2 separate regions of the Dromaius novaehollandiae genome follow, and region 2 is linked to region 1. The links are chromatin contacts, called in public Hi-C maps. All regions are on one chromosome and are shown on one strand. Each heading gives the region's core, a stretch centred on a gene start, on an enhancer-like site or on the middle of the called end of the contact. The rest is flanking DNA. Distances are from core to core; before and after follow the strand shown. Region 1 overlaps LOC135328018 (a long non-coding RNA gene). Region 2 holds the start of MARCKS (myristoylated alanine rich protein kinase C substrate).

Region 1 (4,451 bases), core at 847-3,346:
CAGTGTTCATTAACCATGAGCACGTCCCACCATCTCAGAACACCTGGTCTAGGAGATCCAAGTATTAGGAGATAACTCTACCTTTCCATTAGCCTGCTCTTGGGTCATGCTAGTACTCGCACCACCAGCCACCAGAGGAATCTCTGCAGAACTGCAGAAAATGCAGGGAAGGTCAGAAAGTGAGAAGCATTTATTCAGATACACAGTTCTCAGCAGTGGAAGAGACTGCATTCAGTTTGTGTCTGCCCAGGAAGAACTGCTTGTTCTGGTATAGCACCAAACATCTACAGGAATCTCCCAAGGGAGATAAGCTCTCAGAGAAACACCCTCCCAGAGGAGCACAGGGTGAGCTTTCCCTGCAAACACCACTGCACACAGGGATTCCCGACCTACTTCCCAATCAGCACTCCCTGCAAAGACCTCTGTTTTGAAAACAGGCCTCTCCTCCTATTTAGTCATTCTGAATGAGATCATACACTTTAAGAAGCCGATCCTAAATGAACAGCTCTGATCTCCTTGTCTTTTAGGACAGAGATAGAGTAAGCCATTTTCCCACATCTTCTGATTCAAAATGATACATGCTGGAGGCTAAAGAGTTCATGCTGAGTGGGTCACTTGAGAAAAATAATTACTTTTACTACTTGGTTCCATATACTAATTCCTACAGGTGGATCATGTGTTTGCTTAAAAAATAATCCTCCTTCCAGAGGATCAACTGGACACTTGTGGTTTTATTTCATTTTCACTGAAAGATGCTGTCTGCATCTCAGTCTATCAAAAACAATTGCCATTTTCCCTTGTTTGTCATTTTAAGTAGCACTTTTGGTAATTAGATTATTCTCCATGTGACGAGATGCGTCTTTATACTCCTTACAATCCCATGGCAGAGAAAATAAGAAAACCTTCTGTCTCTCTTCTCAGCTGAAGAGAGGAGGAATCTCTAATCAAAACAAAGAGGACAAGATCTCTCTTTCCTATGAATTCCAGGTGATGCAAGTTATGTCATTACCTGACCGCTGCTTTTGCAGGTGGAGAATTGGCATTAAACAGAAGAGACAACCTAATGGACTATTCTGGTGCTTCTGTCATAATTCTAAAAAAATTGACATTCAAGCTATTCAGAGAGCTCTTTTAGAAAGTAGTACTATCCCAGTTACTGAGGGAGCTCAGGCAAATCCTTAGAATTTGAATACTGAGACCATGTTGGGCATTGGCTACCAATAAATTTCCAAGTGTAACATCAGATGTTGGTTTTATCTAATAATGCTCCAGACAGTTTTCAAACCAGAAACTGCCTTGACATGAGCAATCTGACTCTGGAAAGCACCATAACATATCTGTACAGCTACCAACTCTGGATCCAGGAGCTGGAATCTACTTGGATTAGTTCAGTGCTGCAAGCAATGGGTTTTCTACACAAAACTAATTTAGGGGCTTTCTTCCTTGTTTTGCCAGTTCCTGGTATCACAGTAGTCCTGTATTAGTTTTCTAGGCATTCGTGGAAGTCATGTTTCCTCCTTCTCCCCTCCATCCTCCCTTTTTTCCCTACTTCAAATTATCCCTGCACACCAGATCAGATTGATGAAGCCCACATCAGAATTTGGGAAGAGAAGTTTCATACAAAAATTTTGGCAAATTAGTTCAATGTCACAAAGTACCAAGAATGAGTGTTCTAACATTTACATAAATACAGAGCTATGAGGACAAATGGGGAAAAATGAGTTTGACTGGCAAATTGCCTAGATTTCAAAGCATCAAAGATATTAAGAACATGAATCAAGAGGATTATTTGAATTCATTAATGATCTTTTAAGTGGAAGACAAAAACATGGGTGAAAACAAAAATAGCCGGGGACTGGCATCCACTGAAAACCACACTCTGTCAGGAGGTAGGAGGCATTCAGAGCCTCCCTACTCTGCTCTACCAGTGATTAAGCCTGGCTAAATCGGCAATAATTTCCTTTGCTGATTCAGCACTCCTGATCTACTAAACAAAAGCAATGCTTCAGCATGTGCTGCTTTGCAGAAACCTCCTTCTTTTCTCTGCAGGGAGCAGAAGGATCGGGGGTGCCCTCCCATGTAATCTCACTGGCTCCCGACAGCTACCGCTGGGAATAGAAGTATGCAGTAAAGGGGTAATTTATGTTATGCACTGCCATCTACTGTGTCTCTAAGTAAACTACGACATGAAACTCAAGCCTACAAAATACAGAACTTGAAATAAAATTATCACAGCATGTCACTCTCCTTGTGCTTCAAGAGGGGACTGTACGAGGGCATGCAAAATAGATCCACGTGATGACACAAATAAATACAAATGACATATATACACCATTAAAGCTCCTGAGTTTTGTACAGTGAAGGAGATTGCCCATACTCTTTCTATAGAGATGTAATTTTGAAAAGAAGGATTTGACACGCACTGTAATATTAATGAGTGATAGATAAATACATAAGCTAGAATGAACTACATCATTAGATGCTAATAAGACAGTATATGGATTTCTTGAAGACTTTTATCCTATGTGGAAATTTATGCTAACTCTCCAAAAGTGAGCCTCAGAAAAACCTGTCAAACAAAACAAAAATACTTATATTCCATCCTAGAATCTCCCCAGGGCAATAACCATAGCCTATTTAGAAATAACCAGTTAACTGATAATCTGAGGGAACAGCTGGCCTTTTGAAGTGCTAATGGCAGACCACAAAGTGTTACATGGTAATCATCTAGAGAGAAAAAGCATAGTAAACTCAGCGCAGTGTGGGATTTTGTGAAGGAGGCATGAGATCGTCCCAGGGGAAACCCCAAGATATTTGCAGCCCTGCCACACTCCTGCCAGCTACAATAGGACAAGTCACAGTTAATACCACATTCTTCTTTCTGAAAAATTGGTATAATCTGGTAGTATTTTGCATTACATTGTAGACCTCCTTTGGTAAAACCTGTAAGATCTGTGGATGGGAAGTACAACATCCAGCTTGGTAATTTTGTTCATTTAGATGGGTCTGTTTTCCATCCAAGTGCTGTATCCTCTCCCTGCACACCAAAATGAATCTATTCCATGGTTTGGTTTGTAGCTCCATCTGTTTTTCTTTTTCATGATTTTTTTTGTACCTGAACTTTTTAACAATACACAAAGAGGAAGAATTGCTCCTTGAAAAGCAAAATTTCCTTATCCACAATATCCTCCTCCCTACCTGATTCTACCAGTCCCCAAGCTTTCTTTTGTTTCAAGGCAGAAAAGTGATGCAAGTTGTTTCATCAGCATGATGAAACAAGCTAGAGATGAATATCCACACGTTCAGCAACATATGAATTCAGGATGCATTGATAGTCTTAAGGGTATTTTAATTCCATACTTCCTTCTAATACTTATTGTGTCCTGGTACTTCACTTCCTAAAGTCTTGTAGAGTTTTGAATTATTTGCCATTATTGCCACTGGTAACTTAGTAGAGGGGCTTGTCCTCCTTCAGTGCAACTCCTATAATCATGCGTAGGAGATAAAAGCTCCCATGACACTAGTACCTTTTCTCACATTATGGCACATGGCATTTGCATAAATAAACTAGAGAAACACAGCTACATGAAACTACTATCAAAGTGTGTAAAATGGGCTGGCAAACCATAGTAGAAGAGTTAGATATGATCCACTATCAGTGCAGAGTTACATATCACATAGGGCCCCACAAGGTATGCCCAGGGTCCAGTGCAGCACAGTATTTTCATGATTGATTTGGGTAATGGAACACATTGTGCTTATCATATTTGCAGATCTGGGAGTATACTGAAAGAGAGGTACAGAATTCAAAAAGATCATAGCAAATCAGAGGTACAGACCAAGAGAAATGTAATGTTATTCAAAAGGGATGTGCACAATTTACTGTAGTTACATAGTGACAGTCAACTGAACAGGCACTGGAAGACAGAGATTAAGCAGCAACTCTGAAAAAACACGGACATTACTATGGATCACAAGCTGAAAATGAGTCAACAACATCATGCTACTTCCAAAAAAAAAAGAAACATCACACTGAGGTGTATAAATAGAAGTGTAGCCTGCAAGACTGGAAGAGTCATCTGTCCATCCTACACAGCACCAGTTAAACTTCAGCTGGAGTACTGCACTGGGGGCTGCTCTTAAAGAAAATAAGAACTTGTTGGAGATAGTCCAGAGGAGATTGATGGGAATGATCGAGGTCTAGAAAACATAACCTGGGAGGAAGGACTGAGTGTATTTGACCTGTTTAGCGTGCAGGAGAACAGGCTGAGGAGGAACATAAGAACTATCTCTAAGTACATAAAACACCGTCATAAAGAAGGGAAGCAATTTATTCCTTGTATCCATGATGGAGGAAAGGGGAGATAGCAGGACAGAATTTCAACAAGAAAAAAAAACATTTTACCCACTAGAAAATTCTTCCTGACAGTTAAAGAAAGGAAGAAAGGAAG
Region 2 (4,487 bases), core at 737-3,236, 820 kb before region 1:
GCCCCCTCGCCGGCCTCCTTTTTGTTCTTTTTGAAGGAGAAGCCGCTGAGCTTAAAGGACTTCTTGAAGGAAAAGCGCTTCTTTTTTTTTTTCGGGGTCTCGCTGCTGGACGAGGGGGTCGCGCCCTCCTCGGTCTTGGAGGAGGACTCTCCCTCGGCGGGCGAGGCCGGCTCGGTGCTCTCGGCTTCGGCCGCCTCCTTCTCGGAGGCGGGCTCCGACGAGGCCGCTTCCTCCTTGCCCGTCTCCTCGGCGGGGGCGCTGCCGTTGGCCTGCACCTCCTCCTTGCCCGCCTCCGCCGCGGCGGGGGAGGCGTCGCCGTTCACCTTCACGTGGCCGTTCTCCTGCAAGACACCCACGCCGGTTACCGGGGCAAGCGGCCGCCTCGGGGGGGCGGGAGGGCCCCGCGGGACCCGACCCGACGGGTCGGGCCCGGCCCCCCGCCTCGGATCACCACGCCCGATGCGCGGCCGCCGCCCTCCTCCTCCTCCTCCAAATTTCCCTTGCAATATTTTAATTGATACATTTAGGTATTCTCAGGGCTCCCCCCCGCCCGGCGGCGCGGCCCGGCCGGGGGGCCGAGGCCCCCTCCCGCGGCGGGGCCGGGCGCCGGCAGAGGGCGCTGCCTGCTGCAGGCGTGGCGGCGGCCGCAGCCCCGGCGCGCCCCGTCCAGCCCCGCCGCGGCGGGAGGAGGGGAACAAAGCCCGCGGCGCCCGCACCCGCGACCCCCGCCCCGCCGCACGGGGTGGGGGGGGATAGTGCCCCTCGTCCCCCCCTCCTCCGCGGTTTGGTCGAAGGGGCCCCCGCTGCAACTCCAACGAGCCCAGGGGTCGCGGGGCGCGGCTGGCCGCCCCGCGCAGCAGTGCGCGGCAGCGGGGGGTGCCGCATCGCACAGGGGTGACACAAAGCTTCCCCCACCCCCGCGCCCTGCCGCGGCCCCCCGGCGAGGACGGGGCGCTCGCAGCCGCGCGCAGCGGCGCAGCCCGCCCCGGCGCAGCCCGCTGCTCCGCGGCCACCCCGCCCGCGAGGGGCGAGCGGGGCCGGTCAGCGGTCGTCTTCGGGAGCGGGAGGGAGAGAGGGCAGCAAAGCCGAGCTGCATGAGATCCTTCCGTTCATGAGCCACGGGGACCCTTCGAGATAATACACGAGGGATTTGGGATTTTTTTTTTTGAACGATGTCCCCCCCCCCCCCCCCGCAGGAAAGATAAAGAAATAAAGCACTCAAAGCCAAGCCCGTTCTAAAACGTAAAGAAATTATTCCTTTGCCTTGAGTTGCAAAGATAAAAAGGGTTGACCGTATTCTCCATTGAATGTGCCACCGGGGCTTCAAAAGAAGAAGAATTAAGCAGGATGCAAAAGAGAGTCCGTCGAAGTTGGCTTAAAAAAATAAGTAGGTTTAATTTTTTTTTTTTTTTTTACCTGTCCATTCGCCTTGGATGGAGATGCAGCCACTGCTTCTCCAGGTTTCTCAGCGGAGGCTTCGCCCTTTGCAGCGGTCTTGGAGAACTGGGCACCCATGCTGTCTTATTCAACAAAGAAACTCAACAGATCCAAAAAGAGGGGAAACAAAGAGCGTTGGGTTGGTATAAATACTGGGCGACCAGCAGCAGCAGCAACACACACACACACCAGAGGGGAAAAAAAAAGAGAAGAGAGAACAGAACCGATTATAATGCACTCCTTTTAAAAAATGTAAAGTTGAAGAGATCAAAAAGCAGCAGCACAGGAGGGAGGGGAAAAAAGGGAGGAAAAAGTCGAGCAAAAAAAAAAAAGGAGCCCAAGTTTAGTAAAAAGAGTTAATAAAAAATCCCAGATTTGTAGCCGTACTGTAGACAAGGAGAAAATGGAGAAATCTCCCTGGTTGCTAATAAGATGCGGAGTCCAACGCCCAAGTGCACAGATGAATGGGCTTCCCGAGCGGTGACGGCAGCCCTCCGCCCGGCGCCGGCCAATCGCCGCCGCGCCACACAAAGGGGGGCGGGGCCTGCGCGCCCGGCGAACAATGGAGCCGCGATGGCAGCGGTTTGAAATCAGCCCCCGGCCGACAATGAACGCCGCGCGCGGGCGCGCGCCGGGCTGCGCGGGCGCGCGCTGCTCCGCGCCGGCGGGCGCCGCGCGGCGCGCAGACAGAGCGGGGCGGGCGGGGCAGGTACGGTGGTGCGAGGGGTGTGCGAGCGCGAGCCCGTGCCGCCGCCCCCACCCTCTGCCGCGAGAGAGCAACAGATAGTGTGCGAGGCTGGGTGGGGGGGGAGGAGAGGGGAGACAGAGGAGGGGATTTGCTGCTTTTTTTCTTTCTTTCTTTTTTTTTGTCCCTGGGTTTAATTGGTCGCGATTGTTAAATCGCCCCCAATTTGGAAGGTATTTGAACCACGTAGATCGAGTTTCGCCAAACGAGATCACGAGTCGAAATTAGTAGGTCTGTAGGCCAGATGTTGCAAACGCTGAACGCAGCAGCGGCAGGAGACGCTGCCGAAGCAGAAACGGCCCCCCTCCCCCACAGCGATATTGGCTAGAAATAAAATATTTTGCGATTACCCTACGGCTCTAATTAAATTCTGCTGTCTGATTGTTCCTGATTTGTGTTTTTAAAGTATTTTCTGAGCCGGTGACCCATTTGAAGATTGCATTTTCGTTCACCAAAGTAGTGGGCGAAGCGACGTACCGGAGGAACATTGGCGCTTTCTCGACTCTGAGCCCTAAGTGGGTATTTACGTTGAATTTAAACCCCCGAATAAGATGTAACTCGAAACTAATGCATTCGAATTAACGGTCATCTCGAGCGTTTAGCAGCGCTAGTTTGTGCGAAATACCGCGGATCTGATTGATTTCCTTTCTCCGGGGGGAGGGGAGACCCGTATGCGGGCAGCGCAGGGAGCCGCTCGGCTTTCTCCGGTGTAAAAGGCGAAAAGGCTGGTTCAGACTACCCCCACCCCCTTTCGGGGAGCAGAAATGAACGTCAGAACACTCATTTCCAAAACTCGGGTGATCTCCAAACGCCTGGCTGTTTATAAACAAGGATGGTAAAATTATTAAAATAATGAAGGGCTCGGGAATGTACGACACCCGGCCAACCGCCCACCTTTCTCTCCCCAAGGATTACACGGGGCTGGCGAATCCGACGCGCTTTGTGTGTCCGCTGCATTTCAATAACCCTAACGAGAGCGAGCTTTATTTTTAGCAACAGGAGAATCAGTCAAGGGAATATTTCGCTTCTTGTGGGCAACATGCACGAAGGGAAATTTGTTTTTTAGATCAAGCGCTCTCTCTCCCCCCCTTCACCCCCCCTCCTCCTCCTCCCGCTGCATTTCGCATATACCCCCTCCGCGCGTACTACGCAGGGAGAAGGCTCGCACCGTGGAGAAAACACACGCGTGCCAGCCCCGCCGCCGAGCTGCCGTCTCCCCCCGCGCAAACCCCGCCGAGCACCGCGCTCCCGACGCGCCCCTGCGGGCGGCGCGGCCCCGCGCGCGGCTTGCGCGGCCGCCGCCCTGCCCACGCGGCGGGGGCGCGAGGGGCGCTGGCGGGCAGGGGGCCGCGCCGGGCCCGGGGGCTTCCGCGGCCCTTTGTCCGCCCGCCCCGGTCGCCGTGGCGACGGCGGGGCCGGTGCCCGGGGAGGCGGGGCCGGGGGCTCCGCGGGCGCTCGGCGGCAGCGGCTGCTGGGAGCCCGCCCGCCGCCGCGGCTGGGGCCGGGGGCGGCTGCCGGGAGCCTCCGCATCCCCGCGCCGAGGCGTGGGTGTGCGCGGGGCCGCGGCACCTGAGGCAGCGGAGATGGGAGGGCGGGAGGCGGAGCCTCGCCTCGCCTCCTGGCAGCACCTCGGCCGCGAGGCGAGGACGGCCTTCCGCGAAGCTGGCGGCTTCGCGGTCCTCGCCCGCTTCCCAAGGAGACTCCCAGCGTCGTGTTTGCTCTCTTCCCTTGGACGTTAAACAGGTCGTGTTTTACTGTTGGATGGCTTGATGCAACACAGCCCCTGAGAAGACCTGCTTGAAGACCATGGCAGGACCACGCGCTCGCTAGCAAAACTCATCCGTCCACCTGCATGGGCATAGGCAATTTCACTTTCAAACGTGGCTGCATGGGCATAGGCAATTTCACTTTCAAACGTGGCTGCGTCTGAATTTCAGAGTAGTGTCGCTGGAAAATTTCACAGAATGGCTGTGGGAGTTTTGATGGTGTGTGCTTTACCAACTCAATGTGTTTTTCAGCTGTTTCAATGTTTTATAACTCCAAAAGAAAACAAAAATGCCTTTTTTTCATGTTATTCTATATGCTCAGTTCCACAAGCTCTTCTGCAGAGTTATTGGACAAGCAAATAATCTGGAAAATATATGCACTCCCTGTGTCAGTCTCAGATGCATTACAGCCAGGACATCTATCTGTGCCTTCTATCCCAAACCCTCTAATGTGGGGTGGAAATACAAGATTAAACCCCTTGACCAAACTACTGCCTACCAGTTACCAGGCTGCTCATTGTCACTCCACACCTTTAAGT

What was found. Hi-C and Micro-C count contacts between places; a contact is called where the count stands out from the background.
Region 2: a Hi-C map of liver shows a contact between it and region 1, with 5 times the contacts expected there. The contact joins the promoter of MARCKS here to the enhancer-like site in region 1. A contact is called at or near these places in 2 of 4 Hi-C or Micro-C datasets (brain and liver).

What each region holds. Positions count from the first base shown.
Region 1 is chr3:52,656,831-52,661,281 of bDroNov1.hap1, reverse strand. The region is part of intron 1 of LOC135328018 (a long non-coding RNA gene); the gene reads right to left. Among named protein-coding and RNA genes, the nearest start is that of LAMA4, 50 kb to the right of the region's middle. Within about 2 kb of position 2,096, at least 1 of the 2 cell types and tissues checked has open chromatin away from gene starts, as enhancers often do.
Region 2 is chr3:53,475,791-53,480,277 of bDroNov1.hap1, reverse strand. It overlaps MARCKS (myristoylated alanine rich protein kinase C substrate), which reads right to left and starts at 1,986. Exons shown (of 3, transcript XM_064508895.1): 1 at 1,825-1,986; 2 at 1,417-1,537; 3 at 1-341. The coding sequence starts at 1,515.